2 separate regions of the Mus musculus genome follow, and region 1 is linked to region 2. Evidence: chromatin contacts called from public Hi-C data. All regions are on one chromosome and are shown on one strand. Each heading gives the region's core, a stretch centred on a gene start, on an enhancer-like site or on the middle of the called end of the contact. The rest is flanking DNA. Distances are from core to core; before and after follow the strand shown.

Region 1 (3,327 bases), core at 365-2,864, 300 kb after region 2:
AAAAATTATTATTCTCTAAAGAGGTAATATTTGTAATATTGACAACCATTCATTGAGTAAAAAACAAAAATCAGAAAATGTTTAAGTACAAAGAAGGAAATGATACTGCAGTAATGTCATTCCCCAACTATTTAGTGTACATGTTTTGAATTGTCCTGTATTTGGAGATGGTGTAGGTTTACAGCTTTTCCTATGTGTGTCCTTATCTGTGTGTTTGCCACTCCACTTATTTTAGTCAGCAAAGTGATGTCTAAAAGCTTTCTGGTAGGGGAAGAACAGGTAGAACCAGCGTGTTGTGGGCAGGCCATGAAGTTTCAGCTTTAGAGAGGGTGGAGAAGAACCAGCAGGCCCCGGGGTAGGCACTGCTGGGAGGTCCTGAGCCCTCCCTTTACAGCTGTCACAGTGATGCTCCTTCTCTCTCCCCGTGGCACAGGCTGAGTTAGCGGTCATCCTGAAGTTTATGCTGGATCATGAGGAGTCGCTAAACCTTACTGAGGACTTAGAGAGTTTCTTGGAGAAAGGTGAGTAGGGCCACTTGTAAAGATCCACTCTCTCTGAGCAAAGGACTGCTGACCTCTGACCTCAGCATGGCACAGAGTTAGTATGCAGGAGTCACCTGTGATGGAAGGTGATTTCTGAGCCATGTGCTGACACCTTAAACAATCTGGAGTGGCTCCATGCTGCCCGACAGTAGCTCTCAGGATGCTTGTAAGTGATCGCCTCTTACGTTCTGGTGACCTTGACTCCCACTTACTTCTCACATTGTTCTGTGTACCTTTTACTTTTTATTTTTACTTTATCTTATACATATGGTATGGGTGTTTTGACTGCATGTGTATTTGAATACCAAGTGTGTGCCTGGTGCCCACAGAGGCCAGAAGAAGGCATGGGATCCCCTTGGAACTGGAGTAACAACTTCGAGTTGTAAGCCATCATGTGGATATTGAACTTGGGTCTGCTTGACCAGCTAAGCTATCTCTCCATACCCTTATTTTTTGTCTTTTAAACTGTAGGCTTAGAAGTTGAAGTTAAACATCTTTTGTAAACCTTGAAAAAGGTTTCCCTTCATGCAGCTCATGTTCTATGTGGGACTCAGGTACATACAAACCAGTACAGGGACTAAGTGTAGATATAAGTGTCTCACAGAGTGAGAGTTCGCCATGTCTCATGAGCAGGTCAGCTGCTGCTACTGGGACTCTGAGCCATAGTTTTGGGCAAGTTCTTTTCTGGCTATTGAACTTGGGATTCTTCATGTTTGAGTTCATGAGGTGAAGATGTTAAGAATAGGAGTCTAGGATGTAAGAAAGTTCTCTTGAGTCAGATGTAGATTTGCAGGCCAGCTTGTCAGCCATTGAATCTGTAGGCACTGGGCAGAGCAAAAAGGGCCCATCAAATCTCTGGGAAGAGAGAGAAGAGGAGTGGTTCGAGGTAGTAAAGTCCTGAGAAAGTGGTTGTGGGAACCAAGAGAAGACATTATTCTATACCTTGGTGATATGAGAGCTATGAGTGCCACAGAGGCTGGTGGCACCAATACAAGCTCTTAGGGTCTGTGGCAGACTTGGTGCTGGGCTCTTATGGCCTCTGTAGTATTGGCAATAGGACTCGTTCCAGTGTCTGAGTATGAGGGGAGCTTCCTCATTCCACCATGCTCATTTGAATACTTTTCTCTGAGGAAGTGGAAGTTGCACCTTGATTTTAGTCAAAGACCTTGATCTCGTTGATCAGGTTCTGCCTAGGAATTGCCTCTTGAGCTTACATGTGTCTTTTGTAGAGTCACACTTACTAAGGTAACGTGTCTATTATAGAAGGTGAAGAGCTGTTCACCCCCTTACTAACTGTTCCTGGTTTGTTTGTCTGCTTCTTACCTGTAGTTCCTTACACCCATGCCAGCACCCTCTCAGAAGAGCTTTCTCCACCCAGCCACCAGACCAAGAGGAAGATTCGCTTCCTAGAAATACAGAGGATTGCTTCATCTTCCAGTGAGAACAAGTATGTTCTAGGCCTGTCTCCCTAGGTTGGTAGCGTCACATCCTTCTAGTTGGTCCTTGGATCCGGGAGGCTGAGCTGTTAGGCCGCCTTTTACAGCAGTAGGAATTGCTTTGAGGGCATGTAGATTTGGGATCTGTCATAAGTTAGCCTTCCCTCAAGAGCAGGTCACTGTTTATGGAAATCCCTTCTTCCTTGGAAAATACATGTTTGCATTCTTTTTATTATATCTATGTACACTGTAGCTGTCTTCACACACACCAGAAGAGGGCATCAGATCTCATTACAGGTGGTTGTGAGCCACCATGTGGTTGCTGGGATTTGAACTCAGGACCTCTTGAAGAGCAGTCAGTGCTTTTAACCACTGAGCCGTCTCTCCAGCCCCACATGTTTGCATTCTTAAGCCAGGAAATTAAGGCATGGAGGAGGGAGAAGAAAAGGTTCTCCAGGTCATCTTCTGAGACAGGAGGTAGCCTGGCAGATAAAGAACCCAGGCACATTGGCCTCCCTAACCAAACACTGGTTATGGTCACTGCTGCCCCATCCCTAGCTGCTGTTGGTTACTTTGCACCTTAGACTCTCACCCTGGCATCTTTGCATCTCCTCCTTCCTCTTCCAGCTTCCTCTCAGGCTCTCCATCCTCCCCTATGGGCGACATACTGCAGACCCCACAGTTCCAGATGAGACGACTGAAGAAGCAGCTGGCAGACGAGAGGAGCAACAGAGATGACCTGGAGCTGGAGCTGTCTGAGAGCCTCAAGCTCCTCACTGAGAAGGGTGGGTACCTGACAGAGGGTGTGGGTACTGGTGATGGGGAGCATTTGGGATGTCTTGGTGACAGCTTTGCCTGCCATGGTGTCCCTTCTGTTGACAGTGGAGTCTCAAGCTCATCGCTGGCACAAACATCAGTCTGACCTGGTAGACACTGGGTTCAGTTCCTTTCCCGTGTCCCTTTTCTGTGGCACGGATACTGTGCTTCCTTTGCTGTCTTCTGTCCCCTGGATCTTTGCTGACTCTGTCTCCCTCCCTGTCCTGGGCAGACGCGCAGATCGCCATGATGCAGCAGCGCATTGATCACCTGGCTCTGCTGAATGAGAAGCAGGCAGCCAGCTCCCAGGAGCCCAGTGAGCTTGAGGAGCTCCGAGGCAAGAATGAAAGGTATGACTCTCCCTGCCATCCTTCCAGCATCCGCTCCCTGCTAGCGAGGTGGGGACCACACCATTCTTACAGTTCCTCTCCTGGCAGCCTCACTGTGCGGCTGCATGAGACTTTGAAGCAGTGTCAGAACCTGAAGACCGAGAAGAGCCAGATGGATCGAAAGATTAGCCAGCTTTCTGAGGA
Region 2 (3,025 bases), core at 167-2,666:
TGGGAGTATAAAGGGGCATAGGACCTTTCAGGATGGTGGAAATATTCTATGTCTTAATGATTGTGGTGCTTATCTATACAGCTATCAAATTGCATTAAGTCATACATCTTGAAAAGTTGTCCTCAGCTACAAAGTGAGGTCAAGACCAATTTGGTTATGTCTCTATTGAGACCCTGACTAAAAAAAAAATTTATATATTTTATATATGTATGTGTGTGTGTGTGTGTGTGTGTGTGTATGTGTATAGTCTTTAAAAGGGTGCATGTAAGATAAATGATAATCAAAGGATAAATGATACTTTAGGAAACTTGACTTAGAAAAGCAGTGTTAAAAGCTGTTGTTCCAGAGTTGGATGTGGTGATTCACATCTGCAATCCCAACATTTGAAAGGCTGAGACAGGAGAATTCCTACGAGTTGGAATCCAGTCTGGGCTATATAATGAGTTTCAGGCCATCCTGGTCTAGAGTGAAATCTGTCCTTTAAAAAAAATCACAATAAATCCTGTAATCTTAGCACTCAGGCAGAGGCAGGATTACACAGGAAGCTCGAGGCCCTCTGGGGCTTTATATTGAGGCCCTGTGTGAGAAACAAACAGGTTAAATAGCTAGATAAATATATAAGTAAGTACATAAGAAAGTGTCACTTCTCTTTAATATTCATTATTAGCTGTGACCAGTGATGTACTTAGAATTTATGTTTGTGGTGTCAGAGTTCTTTCATATGGGTGGAGTGTTTTTAATTCTTTCTGTTGGTGATATCCAGCAATAGAGTACTATGTTCTCATAGTTAGTAGAGAATGGAGATCAGGGGCTGGAGAGATGGCTCAGAGGTTGAGAGCACTGACTGCTCTTCCAGAGGTCCTGAGTTCATTTCCCAGCAACCACATGGTGGCTCACAACCATCTGTAATGGGGTCTGGTGCCCTCTTCTGTGTGTCTGAAGAGAGCAGTGGTTGTGTACTCATATGCAATAAATAAATAAATAAATATCAGTGATTTCATGAAGTATTGCTACTGATGAACCATGAGAGAGTCACCTTTGGCACATCACAAATTGGGTTCACAAGGCATATGGCTTCATTCCAGTGAGGGGAAAGTATGAGCTATTGGTGTTGTCTTTCTCCCGCCATTGTTGGGCTCCTTACCCCTAGGCTTGCTGGTCAGTGAGACCCCTAAATAGTGAGGCTGTTTCTAGGATCCTGAAAGAGTCATTCAGACTTGAGTCTCCTTGGGCCTGCCCTGCAAGCCCATATCTCAGAGATGGTGAGAATCCTAGGCAGAGAGAGGACACCAGCAGAACTGTTTGAAATTCCCCATGAGAACTTCCCTCCTCCTCCTGCCTTGCCTACCCCCACCCCCAAGTGCACTTCATCAGCATCGGAAGGACTGGTTCCCGGCACTGCCTGCCCTGCTTGGCTGTCGTCCCTGAGGAACTGAGCTAATGAGTGGATAACACGCATTTGCCAAGGCCTTCCTGGATGTGGTACCTGGGCTTTGTTAATTTTCAGATGCTGCCATCCTTGGCTGACGACCATTTAATTCTCTTTCAGAACAGTCATTTATTTTTAGCATTTGCTTATTTTCCCTCCACCTCACCCAGGGAAGGGGACCATTAAGTCCTGTCTGTAAGAAACCAGCACTACCAGCCAGGTTGCTGTCCTACAGGGGAGGCTCTGTAAGTCTCCCCTGTGCACCTAGAGGCCCCACAGGTGGTCTTGGTACTAGGAAGCCGATGCTGCCCTTGCTGGACTTCTGGCAGCTTCCCTGGCAGCCTCTATCGCTGCTGCCTGGATCAGAGGTAGACCAGGCTAGGAGGAGGAGCTGGCAGGATCTACGACCAGAGACTTCTGAGGGAAGACTCTCTTAGTTATAGTTTCCATTGCTGAGATGAAACACCATGATTAAAGCAACTGAGAGAGGAAAGGATTTATTTGGCTTACACTTCTAATCTAGTTCATCATTGAAGGAAATGAGGACAGGAACTCAAACAGAGCAGGAACCTGGAGCCAGGAGCTGATGAAGAGGGCATGGAGGGATGCTTACTACTGGCTTCCTCCGTGGCTAGCTCCGTAAGTGGCAGCATCCACAAATGGCCTGGGCCCTCCCCGTCATTCATTAATTAAAATGCCCTACAGCTGGATCTTATGGAGGCATTTTCTCAATTGAGGTTCACTTCTCTCAGATGACTTTAGTCAGATAGATTAAAAACGATTTGTGAGAAGTTGACATAAAACAACCCAGCACACATACCCTAGTTATAAGCATTGAGCACCTTTCTCTCTGCCTGTGACTGCCTGTCCAACACAGGTCTGTCCAGCCTTCATCTCAGGATATCTGCAAATGCAGAGCCAAGCCATTTGAAAATGGCAACATCAGTGACAGAGGTTGGACATCCCTAGCTAGTATGTAAACAGTTGTGGGCTCTAGAGTCAGATACCTGTGTTCAAATTCAAACTGTGCCTCTTACTCATTAGATGATTGGCAAGTTATTTGACTTTTAGGTGATTGTTTCCCCAGCTGTAAAACAGGATAATAAACAAAGCTGTGAGGGTCAAATGTATAAAGTGTTTAGAACAGTGCCTCCCATGTAGTAAGCAGTGGTGAGGTTAAGTGCCTTCTTTATTATTACTGACTTCCCTAGAACAACCCCAGGTAAGCCTGCCTGAGATGTAATGGCATTGGTACCTGTCTCAGTAACTCTTAGGTGGCTGAGTCAGTTGGGCTCTGGGATTCTCTTTGCACCCCTTTCCCTCTAAGAAACTGGGCCTATACTAGGGGACCCTTGAGTAGCATTCCTTGATATGTAGCTGGCTTTTGTCCCAGGTGGCCCTCTGCCCAATGCAGGATAATGCCCAGTATTTCCCAGCAAGGAGGGTGGGCAAGGATGCTGGCCGAGTGCCTGGAATGCCAGTACCATGCCCCCAGAAAAGTGTTCAGGGCTTGATGGTTCTCCACTGCTGCTGCTGTTGCCGATTACCTCTGAGTAACAAAGAATCATTTCTAATCCCATTTGGAATCGTTGTTCA

Evidence for each region. A called contact is a pair of places that touch in the nucleus more often than the background predicts.
Region 1: a contact with region 2 is called in a Hi-C map of the C10 cell line, with 2.9 times the contacts expected there. The contact joins two enhancer-like sites. A contact is called at or near these places in 3 of 484 Hi-C or Micro-C datasets (B cells, the C10 cell line and bone marrow-derived macrophages).

The regions. Positions count from the first base shown.
Region 1 is chr7:101,992,792-101,996,118 of GRCm38.p6, forward strand. It overlaps Numa1 (nuclear mitotic apparatus protein 1), which reads left to right. Exons shown (of 25, transcript NM_133947.3): 7 at 434-521; 8 at 1,872-1,989; 9 at 2,606-2,763; 10 at 3,027-3,144; 11 at 3,232-3,327. Among named protein-coding and RNA genes, the nearest start is that of Gm39061, 3.0 kb to the left of the region's middle. Within about 2 kb of position 1,615, at least 9 of the 459 cell types and tissues checked have an H3K27ac peak or open chromatin away from gene starts, as enhancers often do.
Region 2 is chr7:101,694,230-101,697,254 of GRCm38.p6, forward strand. The region is part of intron 3 of Clpb (ClpB caseinolytic peptidase B); the gene reads left to right. Among named protein-coding and RNA genes, the nearest start is that of Clpb, 32 kb to the left of the region's middle. Within about 2 kb of position 1,417, at least 4 of the 459 cell types and tissues checked have an H3K27ac peak or open chromatin away from gene starts, as enhancers often do.